Linked DNA regions of Sus scrofa: regions 1 and 3 are each linked to region 2. A link is a contact called in public Hi-C and HiChIP or PLAC-seq data. All regions are on one chromosome and are shown on one strand. Each heading gives the region's core, a stretch centred on a gene start, on an enhancer-like site or on the middle of the called end of the contact. The rest is flanking DNA. Distances are from core to core; before and after follow the strand shown. Region 1 overlaps TET3 (methylcytosine dioxygenase TET3). Region 2 holds the start of STAMBP (STAM-binding protein). Region 3 holds the start of LOC102163719.

Region 1 (3,970 bases), core at 963-3,462, 240 kb after region 2:
TACCCACTCTCTTGTGAGTGATTCCCTTGTTTTTCTTTAAATTAAGATTGAGCCATATGAAATTGCCATTTTTTATAGGTTAAAAAATTGTGGAGTGCCTGGGATTTTTCCATTTCACTTTAATAATTTTACCGCTATGAATGGATCTCTAAACATTATAGTTTGGTTGAGCCTGGTTTTGAATATTATTTAAACGTAAACTGTATTTGTCCTGTGCTGAACCCCCTTCATGCCCTGTAGTGGTGTTGTATTCAGCCACATTGTTCCAGTTGCTGGCTATATGCTTCTCGTTGCTGGCTATATGCTGCCATCTGAGCCTATTGTGTTGTATTTATTCATGCAGTTGTTGCTGGATTATGGGTTGTTTCCAGTGTGGACGACTGCAAATAACATTGCCGTGAAAATCCTTGAACATGTTTTGATGCATGTGACTAAGATTTCCTCTAGGACAGGATCAGCAACGTAGGGTCCTGTATAGTTTTGTGGTTTTGTTTTATATTTGAAAACATTTTATTATGAAATAATTTTACATTTATACAAGAGTTGCAGAGTTGGTACAGAGGGTTCCTTTATACCCTGTACCCAGCATCCTCTAATACAAACAACTTCCATAATTATAGTACATTGAAATCGAAGACATTAATGTTCGTACGGTGCTATTAACTATAGACTGTTTGGATTTCATCAGTTTCCCACTAATGTCCTTTTTCTTTTGTGGTCCCTAGACATGAAACAAATTTATGAACTGTTGTGTTCAGTGTTTGTGGAAAGTTCTTTTGGTTGATGGCCTTAGAGTGTCCAGTCAAAATACTGTTTTCCAGAGTTGCTATTGCATTATCTTTTGAGTCTTGTTTCTTTCACTTAGAAAAATGCATTTAAAATTCATCCACGTTGCTGTGTGAGTCAATCGTTTGTTCCTTTTCTTAAATTGCGATGAACTTCACAGAACATCAAATTAATCATTTTAAAGTGAACACTTCCGTGGCATTTAGTCCATTCGCAATGTTGTGAAATAGTCACCTCTGTCTAGGTCCGGAACACTTCGATCACTCCACAGTAAAGCCCTGTGTCCACTGAGTAGTAACTCTCCATTCCGCCCTCCTCGCAGCCTCTGACAACCATCATTCTGCCTTCTGTTTCTATGGATTGATCTTGTCTGGATAGTTCATATGAATGGAATCATGTGGTATGTGGTATTTCCTGCCTGCCTTTTTCATGTAGAGTAATGTGTTGAAGGTTCATTCACATTGTAGCCTGTATCAGTACTTTGTTCCTGTTCTTTACAATGGGGTAAAATATACATAATATAAATTTGCCATTTTAACCATTATTAAGTGTACAGTTTAGTGGCGTTAATTACACTCACACGATTGTGCAACCAGCACCACTATCTATTTCTAAAACTGTTTCCACACTCTAAACAGAAACTCTGTACCCATTGAGCAATAACTCCCTCATTCCCCACTACTCCCAGCTCTTGGTAACCTCTGACCTCTGTGAATTTTATCTCTATGAATTTGCCTATTCTAGAGGCTTCGTGTAAGTGGACCCCTGCAATATTTGCCCTCTTGTGTCTGGCTCATTTCACTTAGCCTAAGGTTTTCTAGGTTTATCCATGTGATAACATGTATCAGAATAAATCCTCTTTATGGTCCACTAATTTTCCCTTGTACGAATATACCCCATTTTGTTCCTCTGCTGATGGACACCTTGTTGTTTTTGCCTTGGGGCTCTTGTGACTAACACTGCAGTGAACAGTGTGTGCAGGTGCTGTTTGAATCCTTGTTTCAGTTTGTTTGGATATGTACGTAGGAGGGGAGGGGCTTGCCGACCTCTGCTCTAGAATATGTATAATGATAAACTAAATTCCAAAGTGGTTAGACCAGAGTCTCGACAACACATTGTTTTAACTAACCAGATTTTAAAGATTTGGCCAGTTTGGTCTGTGTGTAATAGTGTTTCATTGTAATTTTAATTTGTATTTTCTGATTTCTTAATCGGGTTGAACACATTTGCACATGTTTATAAACCCTTTGAATTTCCTGTTTTGTAACGTGCCATCAATTTTCCTGTTGGTGATGTGCCTTTCTAAATTAATGGTGAGGAATGGATGTCCCCAAATAATGTTTACTCTGTGTTTCCGCAGAACAAATAGTGGAGAAAGATGAAGGTCCGTATTACACTCATCTGGGATCTGGCCCCACGGTAGCCTCCATCCGGGAACTCATGGAGGAGCGGTGAGTAATGTACGGGGGTCTGAGGAGAAGTGGGCAAGCAGTTAATAGGGCGTGGATTTTAAGCACCTCTCTGTCACTTTCATGGCCTTGTACCAGACGAGACAACCTATGGAAAGGAAGCCCCGATACACAGACGGTGAGCAGCTGAACGCGAGGTTTTGACCGCAGTGCTCTGGGTTTCTTTCTGTCTGTAGGTCTGCCCTTCACATATCCTCATTTCCCCCTTTCCTCGCTCTCTTTCTTGAAACATTTTTGACTAAAGAGACTAAGCAGTTGTCTGTCCTACAGAGTTTCCCAGGGTCTAAAATTTACTACTACCTTTCTTGTGATGCCGTTTAACAGGTTCTTCTGCCCTGTGTCCTATAAATTAGTAGTTCGGTCTCAAGGCTTGATCTTTCAAAACTACTTCCTACGCGGTGCATTGTACCTCTGCTTGGAGGCATGTATGTCTTGTCTCTGGGCGGTGGGCCCCTGTTCAGGTTGTCTCCTGAGTCCTTTTGACGTGATCCTAGGAGTTCTTGATTTCTTGACTTTTTATTGGGAAAAAGGTATTTAGAAAACAGAGTCTGTGTGCTGGGGATGCTTAGTTTTCTAGGCCATTTCGGTAGAAAGAGCCAAGACATATATGTAGGGTTTTGTTTTTTTTTTTTTATTTTTGTTGTTGTTTAGTGATTAAATACCTCCTGAGTTTATATACACTTCTAGTCCAAACTCAAGACTATAGGGCTTTTACTTAACAGCTGTTTGTATAGATAGAGACTTTAAAATCTGTTAATGTCCACAGGGGGTATTAAATTCTATGAGTTCCAGTGTGTAGAGCGGTAAAATAGCTTGGTGATTGAGAGCATATGGATCCTGGAGCTAGTCCCAGGGCTGGTCCTGGCCCTTCCACTTACTACTGAGTCCTTTGTTAAGGCTTTACTTCTCTGTGACTCAGTTTTCCTGTCTGCAAAATGGAGAATGATAAAGGCACATCCATTGGAGGAGAGTTATAAAGATAAACTGCATCGATATGTGGAAAGCACTTAGTGAGCAGATTTTGTCTAACCAGGGTAGCTAAACTAATACTATCACTAATAGAGCAGGGAACATGGTTTTGGACTGAATGCCTGTAATGACATTCCTCGAATGAATAAAAGGTAAGATGAATAGAGGACAGTGATCTACTGTAAACACTCGTAATTATCCTGTACCATGTGGAAAATTTATGTTCAAAATAGCCCATCAGAAAAGCATTTGATGGAGTTCCCGTTGTGGCTCAGCAGGTTAACAACCTGACATAGTTGTGCATAGGGATGTGGTTTTGATCCCTGGCCTCACTGCTCAGTGAGTTAAGGATCTGGTGTTTCCAGCTGTGGCATAGGTCGCAGATGCAACTCAGATCCTGTGTCGTTGTGACTGTGGCGTAGACCTCAGCTGCAGCTCCAGTTCTACCCCTAGCCCTGGAACGTCCATGTGCCACAGGTGTGGCCCTAAAAAGAGGGGAAAAAAGAAAGAAAAAGAAAAACATTTGATCAGAGACCCGATCTGTAAATCTAAGCCTGATTGACAGGGCACCTCTGAGTCCATGAGAATCATCAAGACGCTTACAAATAGCAAATGTTGGCAGAGATGTGGAGAAAAGGGGAACCCTGGTCTAGTCCGCTGTTGGTAAGAATGAAACAGATGAAACAGTTAAAACAGTGTGTGTATTGTACATGCACTCCTGTGTGTGCCCGTGTGCAGACGTGTTG
Region 2 (3,704 bases), core at 970-3,469:
ATATATAAAAGTAAAAGATCCCAGGACACTTGCTCTATTTCCCTTCTTGTAAACAGCTCTTTCCACATCTTTATCTTTCCAAGTAATTACTTTTCAAATTCTACTTGGGAGTTCCTGGCATAGCTCAGTGGTAATGAACCTAACTAGCATCCTTGAGGATGTGGGTTTGATCCCTGGCCTTGCTCAGTGGGTTAAGGATCATGGTGTTGCCAAGAGCTGCAGCATAGGTTGCAGACCTGGCTGGGATCTGGCATTGCTGTGGCTGTGGTGTGGGCTGGTAGCTGCAGCTCGGATTCAACCCCTAGCCTGGGTACTTCCATATGCTGCGGGTGCAGTCCTAAAAAGACACACACACACACACACACACACACACACACACACACACACACACAAATTCTATTTGTTATTTTATATTTCCAATGAGTTCACAGAAAAAAATAATTAACCATGTGAACATTTTTCTTTAGTACACATTCTACTTCTGCCTTCAGAGCACCCCCATTCATTAAGAAGTCTTTTCTTAATGAAGCTTTGAAAGACATTTGTTTTGAGAAAGAAATAGTTATAGAAGATATGCTTTTTAAATTCACGGGTAAATTTTGTTGTAACATATGATAATTTTTTAAATGATTTAACCAGTACCCAAAAAAGAACTGTAGAGGCTAAAATGTTGTTAAAGTTTATACAATGAGGAGTTCCCATCGTGGTGCAGTGGTTAACGAATCTGACTAGGAACCATGAGGTTGCAGGTTCGATCCCTGGCCTTGCTCAGTGGGTTAAGGATCTGGCGTTGCTGTGAGCTGTGGTGTGGGTCGCAGACGCGGCTCGGATCCCGCGTTGCTGTGGTTCTGGCGTAGGCCGGTGGCTACAGCTCCGATTAGACCCCCTAGCCTGGGAACCTCCATATGCCGCGGGAGCGGCCCTAGAAAAGGCAAAAAGACAAAAAAAAAAAAAAAAAAAAAAAAAGTTTACACAATGAAATTTACTTTTTTGATAAGATTTTAATTTTTTCTATTATAGTTGATTTACAATGTTCAATCAATTTCTACTGTACAGCAAAGTGACCCAGCTATACACACACGTATATACACCATCTTTTTCTCACGTTATCCTTCATCGTATTCCATCACAAGTGATTAGATATAGTTCCCTGTGCTATACAGCAGGATCTCATTGCTTATCCACTCCAAATGCAATAGTTTGCATCTACTAACCCCAAATTTCCAGTCCATCCCACTCCCTCCCCCCAAAATGAAATTTACTTTTAAAAACTTATCTTTCGCTGCCTATGGAATGTGGAAGTTCATGGGCCAGGGATCGAATCAAGCTTCTGGAGAGATAGTGATGGATCCTTAACCCAGGGCGCCAAAAGAGAAGTCTGAAATTTACTTTTAGATTCTACTAGTGGAAACCGCTAGAATGACTGCTCATCTACCGAATTACTCTTCCTCTGAAAACCTTGCCAACAGCCAAGATGGACCTTAACAGCCAAGGAGTCCACTGCGGCCTCTCTGGCCACAAAGGTTTCTCTGGACACTAAGTTTCTGAATGTGGCAATGAACAAAACTAAGGTGAAATCGAGCTGAGAATTGAGTAATTTCTAAAAATAAGTGAAGGAAAATTCACAGAGAGCAAATTTCCACACAGAGAAGACCCGAGGATATGTATTTAGCTATAAAAATAAAAGTAAAAACACAGCTCATCTCCTGATTTTCCAATGACATTCATTCAGACACACCTAGTAGAAGATATAGGGCATGGACAGGCTGATAGTGATAGGGGTCAACTTGCAATCAGTTTTAATAGAGTTTGTACAGTTTTCTCCAAAGAACTGGGACAAGGTAGCTTTCAGAATTGACATAAGCATTTAACACACCTCACAAATATGAAGGACGTGAAGGCATGGGGTAAACCTGAGTGACCAGACTCTAATTCCAAAAAATGTATGCTTTATGTAATAGATTTTATTTGATTCCATACTTTCTAAGCTTGTTTAAGATATGTTGCATTACAACTCGTGTAGCTTTTCACTCGGAGGGAATGCATCGGTCCATTTACGGTGTTCGTATTAATCTAAAAACAAAAGTTAGCTGGGTCCTTTATTTGTTTCCCACTCCTTCCGCGCTGATTTTCCTTTACCAAAATGGCCTCCCCCCAGCTCTCTTCTCATTGGTGGGTTTTTTTCCGCAGGTGACAGCTCTAACCCCGCCCCCAGACACTGCCCCGGGTCCTAAGTTCTTGGGAGTTTAACTGATAGCCCAGTTGGAGGGGGCGGGGCGGGGGCCGGATGTGACGTTTACGGAAGCTCCGAGAGTCATTCGCGGGGACAGGTGGGGAAGGGTCCCGGGAATGTGGTGGGGCTTGGGTGCTGAGCGTGGTCTGACAGTGACGCGGAGTGGCGGCCGTGAGTGTGGGACCTGCAGCCCACTCCTCCCCGCACCGCCTGCCCAGCCCTCTGCGCGCGAGTTCCCTGACGGCTCCGGTGCCCAGTCGGGCCCAGCGCGCCCCCGCCTACCTCATGGGCCCTTATGCTGTTGTCAAGAGGTCCCTCTCCGCTGTATACGCCCCCATCGCTCTTCCCGCTGCTTCCTTTTTCCTTCTCATGTTTACCCCTTGGTCCTTTACGGCACCACCTCTCTGGAGTATTGCTCAGCTCTGTAGTACTGGGCACCACCTGCTGGTCTCGGGAGTGGATTCCATTCGCGACAAAAATATCCTCTACAGAGAGACAGGGAAGAGCAACGAGCTTCCTCTGTTTCAGATAGCTTTGATGGGCTTTGCCCTGAATTTACTAATTAGACAACTGGGGGAGGTTTTAGATTTGCTAGTGGCTTTCTGAGCCCTTAAAAAGGCTCCTTACAGGAGACAGAATGCCTCTACATCCCTGGTAGTCCCCACAGCTTTTGTACTATGGGGGTGTATGAGAAGCAGCAGCTTGGTGGAGAAAGTGTCACTTAGAGATAGAATTGGCCTGGAGAAAACTATCTCTTAGGGAGGGGTTGGAGTGGAAAACAACAACAGTGTATAGACAAATGAAACTGAAATGTAAAGGTTTCTAGGCAGATATGAATCATGACTGAAGCAAAAGATCTCTGTGGGGAATGAGTAAGGTTTAAGATTCAAAGGAAAAAATGGGCCATTTGACACAGGGTCTTGAATTTCAAAACCTGTGGTAGCTTGTGTATATTCTAGAACATGCTGGTTAGGGTGTGCTGTAATTCAGTATGTAAGGTTGGAAGTTAGAATCTGATTCTAGCAGTAGCAATATCCAGAAAGATTCTAGAGGGGTTCCTTGGTGGCTCAGTGGCTTAAGGATCTGGTGTTGTCACTGTTGTGGCTTGGGTCACTGCTGTGGCACAGGTTCGTTTCCTGGCCTAGGAACTTTTGCATGCCCTGGGCCTGGCCAAAAAAAGAGAGAGAAAGATTGTAGATTACTGCAGTATGAGTCCCAGGTGGTGTTTTGTTGTGTTGTGTTTTTTTTTTTTTCTTTCAAGTTACCTTTGTGTCCTTTTGTTATTCGAAGAGCGCTTAGTCTTTGAAGATAGATTCCAATAAATTGCGTTCTAGATCAAAAATCCTTGCCCTGAAATGATGTGATGTAGATTGACTGGAAGAGTGATTCCGTGAGCAGAGTTAGGATTATAAGCATTCATTCCTATGCCATTTCCCCTAACTAACCTTCTGCTCAAGTATGAAAAAGTATA
Region 3 (4,063 bases), core at 882-3,381, 170 kb after region 2:
AAACTGGTCAGGCCAGTCTGCCCTGTGGTTGCTTCTGCCAGGACTTGCCCGTGTGTATGTTTGTGTGTGTGTGTGTGCGTGTGTGTGTAAGAGACCCACCCTTCTCCCCAGCAACCCAGGTAGGTGGAAGGCAGCTTCGGGGACCAGCCTGGCAGTCAGGCCAGATGGGTGGAGCTGAATTAATCTAACCTGGAATTTCAACTTGGCCTGCACAACAGGTGAGGGAAAAAAGCAGCAGAGAGAACGGGCAGTTTGGCAACTTGGAAATATTCTTAGGTCTTGCCCCTTGCCTCCTGCCTGGAAAAGAGCCCAGGGTGACTTTTCAAAGTGTCTGTGCCGGGTTACAGGGCTCGGTTGCGCCACGGCCCACTCGTAGCATGTCCGAGCCCCTCCTGTACGCGTCCTCCTCAGTTACCCTCCGCGACGCGCCTGTTCCCCCTCCTCTGGGAGGCAGGGCGGGGGTATCGGATTAGTCTTTGTTTTCGACGCGAAAGAGCCGAGCGCGGCGCGGGGGAGGCTCGCGATGGCAGGGCCCCTGGGTCCGCCTGGGTAGGGCGCTCGGCCGTGACCCCCCGCAAGGGTGCCTCCCGGCTGGCCCGCGGCCTCTGCTCGCGGGTATCCCCTCCTTGCCCGCCAGGCTGACTCGGTACGCAGACGCACGATGTCCCTCATTGTCCTGCCTCGGAATGGGCGAGCGGCGGCCAGGAGAGGAGAGTCAGTCGGGGCCGGAGCTCAGGGCTCCTGGGGGCAACGGGGCCGTCCCACACTGCTCGGTCCGCAGGGAGTGGCAGGAAGTGGGGACACCGAGGCCCGCTCCGCCGAGGGCCTAGGCTGGGAGGTCCGTGTGCCCCACCCCGCGCTGCCCGCCGCGCCCGCCAGGGCTGCAGAAGCGGTGGAGGGCGGGGGCGGCCAGCCCGAGGAGGGCGGCCGGGTCCCGGGAGACTGACCGCGGAGGAGGGGAGGTACTGCAGGTGCAAAGGCGCGGCGATCGGGCCGGGCCCTGCCCCCACCCGCTCGAGGGCCGCCCGCGCCGTCCCCTCCCCCTCCGCGGAACTCCCCCCTCGCGTAGCCCCGAACCCGGCGGAGGGGGCGGCGGCGGGGCCGGCGGGGCTCGGCGGGGCCGCACGTGCGCGCCCTCCCGGGCGGGGGAGTCCCCGGGCGAGCACGTGCCGCGGCGCGCGGGGGGCGGGGAGTCCCGCGGACGCCTTCATTGCTGCTGCTGCTGCCGCCGCGGCCGCCGCTGCCTCTTCCTTCCTCCTGCGCCGTCCCCTCCTCGGCCCGGGCGGGGGGCTCCGTGCGCCGAGCTCGGCCGGGCCAGGCGCTCCAGGAGGCGGGCGCCCCAGGCGGCGGCGGCGGCCGCGACGGTGGTGGCGGCGGTGCGGGCCGGGAAACTTTGCCCCTTTGTGCGCTCCGCCCCGGAGGCGGCGGGCAGGTCGGTGCAGTCGGTGCCTTTCCGGCTCCGGGGTGGGGGAGGGGAGGCGTAGGGGGCCCGGCCCCGGGGGGAGGGGATGGCCCGGGGGCCGCCCGGGGGGGCCGCTACTTTGTTGCGGGGGACGGGGCGGGGGTGCTGCGGGTCACAGTGTAGCCTAGCCGGGCGGAGGCGGCGGGGCGGGGCGGGGGCTGCGGAGCCGCCGGAGCTGAGCGGCGGAGGCCCCAGAACAAAGGAGCCCGAGCGGCGGCGCGCGCGCGGCCGGGCCCAAGCCGGAGCGCGCCCCCCTCCCCGCGCCCCCTCGGCGGAGCGGGCCGCCCTCCCCGTCCGGCCGGCGGGCAGAGGGGCGCGGCGGGGCGGCCGGCGCGGGCTACCCCGGGCGCGCCCCCCTCCAGGCCGCTTGCGTGTCGGGGGCTCCCGGGCAGCTCTTCCGAGTGAAGCTCTCCGCAAACTTTATTTTGAAAGCTGGGCTCCCTTCGGGAGGCCCCAGCGACCTCCAGTGAGGGGTGTGTGGGAATTTTGGCGAAACTCTGCCCAACCCGTGGGGGTGGGGCAGAGGACAACTTCCTTAGAAAGCTCACCTTGACCACCCCCTTAAATTCGCCGGCCAGGTTTCCCCTCGCACCCCGTCAGGCCCCAGGCCTCCTCCTTCAGGCGGCGGGTGCTAGTGCGCCCTGCCAGAGGTTCTGGGCAGAACTTCATGAGGGCAAGCAAGCCTCTACTCTTCCTCTATCTTCTCTTTCCCAGAAGCAGGAAGAGGTAACATGTGAAAGTTGTCCCCGGGCCCGAGCCCTGAGTGATGCGCTTCCCCTTTCTGTCTCTCTTTCAGGCAGCGCTGCCTTCTCCATCATCCTGACCCGGGAGAAAGATATACTGGAGGAGAAGCTCCTCACCCTGCCCTGCCCCCATCACACAGCCACCTGCTCACCTCATGCCTGGGTCTAGGGTGGGTGAGGGTGAAGAACCCACCCAGCCAAGATGATCCCTTCTTTGGGGACTGCCGCTGGTATCCTCCCCCAGATCCCGGGCCCCAGCAGGTGGGAGAGCGGCCCCCAACTGAGTCCTATCACATTGCTGCAGAGGAGGTGAAGAAGGGTTGAGAAGAGGCGCCCATTCCGCAGCCTGGAGCTACTTGCCTTCACCCTGTAGTCTCGCGACTGCTTTAGGAGAGAAGGACCTGTTGGCCACCTTTGCAGCCTGGAAGCTGGACTGCGGCTCTGCCCCCGCACCTATGCCCCCACCTCTGGCAGCATCATGAGTCAGTTTCAGGTGCCCCTGGCGGTCCAGCCGGACCTGCCAGGCCTTTATGACTTCCCTCAGGGCCAGGTGATGGTAGGGGGCTTCCAGGGGCCTGGGCTCCCAATGGCCGGGAGTGAATCCCAACTCCGAGGGGGTGGAGATGGGCGGAAGAAACGGAAACGGTGTGGTACTTGTGAGCCCTGCCGGCGGCTGGAAAATTGTGGGGCTTGCACCAGCTGTACCAACCGCCGCACACACCAGATCTGCAAACTGCGCAAGTGTGAGGTGCTGAAGAAAAAAGTGGGGCTTCTCAAGGAGGTAAGCTGGCTCTTGCTCGGCTGCCCTGTCCATTCCGTGAGGGTGCTGTATTCAGAGGAGTCTTGCTAAAGACAGATAAGCCCATTCTCCCCATTCTGATCCTCTTGGTCCGTGAATAGCTGTGGGGCTGTGAGTAGGAGTGTAGCTGTTCTTGGAAGCTGGGTCTGGGCCTCTGTGCTGGAGGGGGCCGACAGTTTGTAGGAGAGTAACTGGGTTTTGCAGAAAGCTAGCACTCTCATCTCTCGTGTTAGCATTTGATGTAGCTTCTAGCTTTATCTCTAGAAGTTTCTTGTGCCTGAAGTCTCAGGTGTATTTCGAGGTCGCATCAGTGCCTGAGTGATGTGGAGACTGATGGATGTGGAAAGAAAATTTGGAGCGATGGGGTGGTTTTATGCTGCCCTGATGGAGTGGGATGTTTATTTCCTCAGATCTTTTTGGGGTACCTTCATTTTGGGGATGGTAACCAGAAATGTTTGGGAGTTTAATGAGAAACCCATGATTTGGGTTCCCCTACTAAAGAGTACTCGTTGAGGTCAGGAACCATTTATCTATGTAATCTCAGGACCTGGCTCAGTTCCTTGGTGTGTAGCACGAATTGAATGAATGAATGATGTGCTTTTGAGTCCTTATCAGCCCCAGGAAGGAGTACTTCATTTGGAGCAAGGAGATAGAGGGAGGGAAGTTGAATGAGTGAGAGCAGAACGTGAAGTGGAGAGGCACTGGCCATCTTTCCTTTCCATTCTGGTGGTGGGCTGCCGGCATGAGGTTGGTGGCAGCTGCAACAGCGGAGAGTTGGCAGAAGGAGGGACGAGCAAAGTTAGCAGTTTGGGAGGAGCGATGTAGCGGCTGAGGTCGCTCCAGGCAGCGAAACTGGCGCTGGACAGAGACGGAGGCCTGCGCTGTCAGTGGGGCTCCCTCGCTCTGCCACTGATTTAGCCAGAGTGCTCAGACAACTCAGACCTCCTCTCTGGGTCTGTCTTCTCCCTGGGGAGGTGGAGGGGTTGGGCTTGATAGTCTTTGAAGCCCTTTCCAGCTGGGCTGGGAACCGCTGTGCTTCGGAGAGCTGGGGCACCTGTG

What was found. Hi-C and Micro-C count contacts between places; a contact is called where the count stands out from the background. HiChIP or PLAC-seq counts read pairs in DNA pulled down with a chosen protein or histone mark.
Region 1: a Hi-C map of liver shows a contact between it and region 2, with 4 times the contacts expected there. The contact joins the enhancer-like site here to the promoter of STAMBP in region 2. A contact is called at or near these places in 1 of 5 promoter capture datasets (liver), 5 of 47 Hi-C or Micro-C datasets (embryonic fibroblasts, fetal liver, fetal skeletal muscle and 2 more) and 2 of 2 datasets of contacts at active chromatin or transcription factors (alveolar macrophages and skeletal muscle).
Region 3: an H3K27ac HiChIP or PLAC-seq map of alveolar macrophages shows a contact between it and region 2. The contact joins the promoter of LOC102163719 here to the promoter of STAMBP in region 2. A contact is called at or near these places in 1 of 5 promoter capture datasets (liver), 2 of 47 Hi-C or Micro-C datasets (embryonic fibroblasts and liver) and 2 of 2 datasets of contacts at active chromatin or transcription factors (alveolar macrophages and skeletal muscle).

What each region holds. Positions count from the first base shown.
Region 1 is chr3:68,947,368-68,951,337 of Sscrofa11.1, reverse strand. It overlaps TET3 (methylcytosine dioxygenase TET3), which reads left to right. Exons shown (of 12, transcript XM_021087365.1): 4 at 2,147-2,237. Among named protein-coding and RNA genes, the nearest start is that of BOLA3, 66 kb to the right of the region's middle. Within about 2 kb of position 2,212, at least 9 of the 83 cell types and tissues checked have an H3K27ac peak or open chromatin away from gene starts, as enhancers often do. A contact at or near this core is called in alveolar macrophages, fetal liver and liver, where this site is marked.
Region 2 is chr3:69,186,771-69,190,474 of Sscrofa11.1, reverse strand. It overlaps STAMBP (STAM-binding protein), which reads left to right and starts at 2,219. Exons shown (of 10, transcript XM_003125008.4): 1 at 2,219-2,330.
Region 3 is chr3:69,018,133-69,022,195 of Sscrofa11.1, reverse strand. It overlaps LOC102163719, which reads right to left and starts at 2,131. Exons shown (of 3, transcript XM_005662458.2): 1 at 2,055-2,131; 2 at 1,541-1,856; 3 at 1-1,449. The coding sequence starts at 2,131. The coding sequence ends at 733. TET3 (methylcytosine dioxygenase TET3) reads left to right here and starts at 1,790. Exons shown (of 12, transcript XM_021087365.1): 1 at 1,790-2,986. The coding sequence starts at 2,684.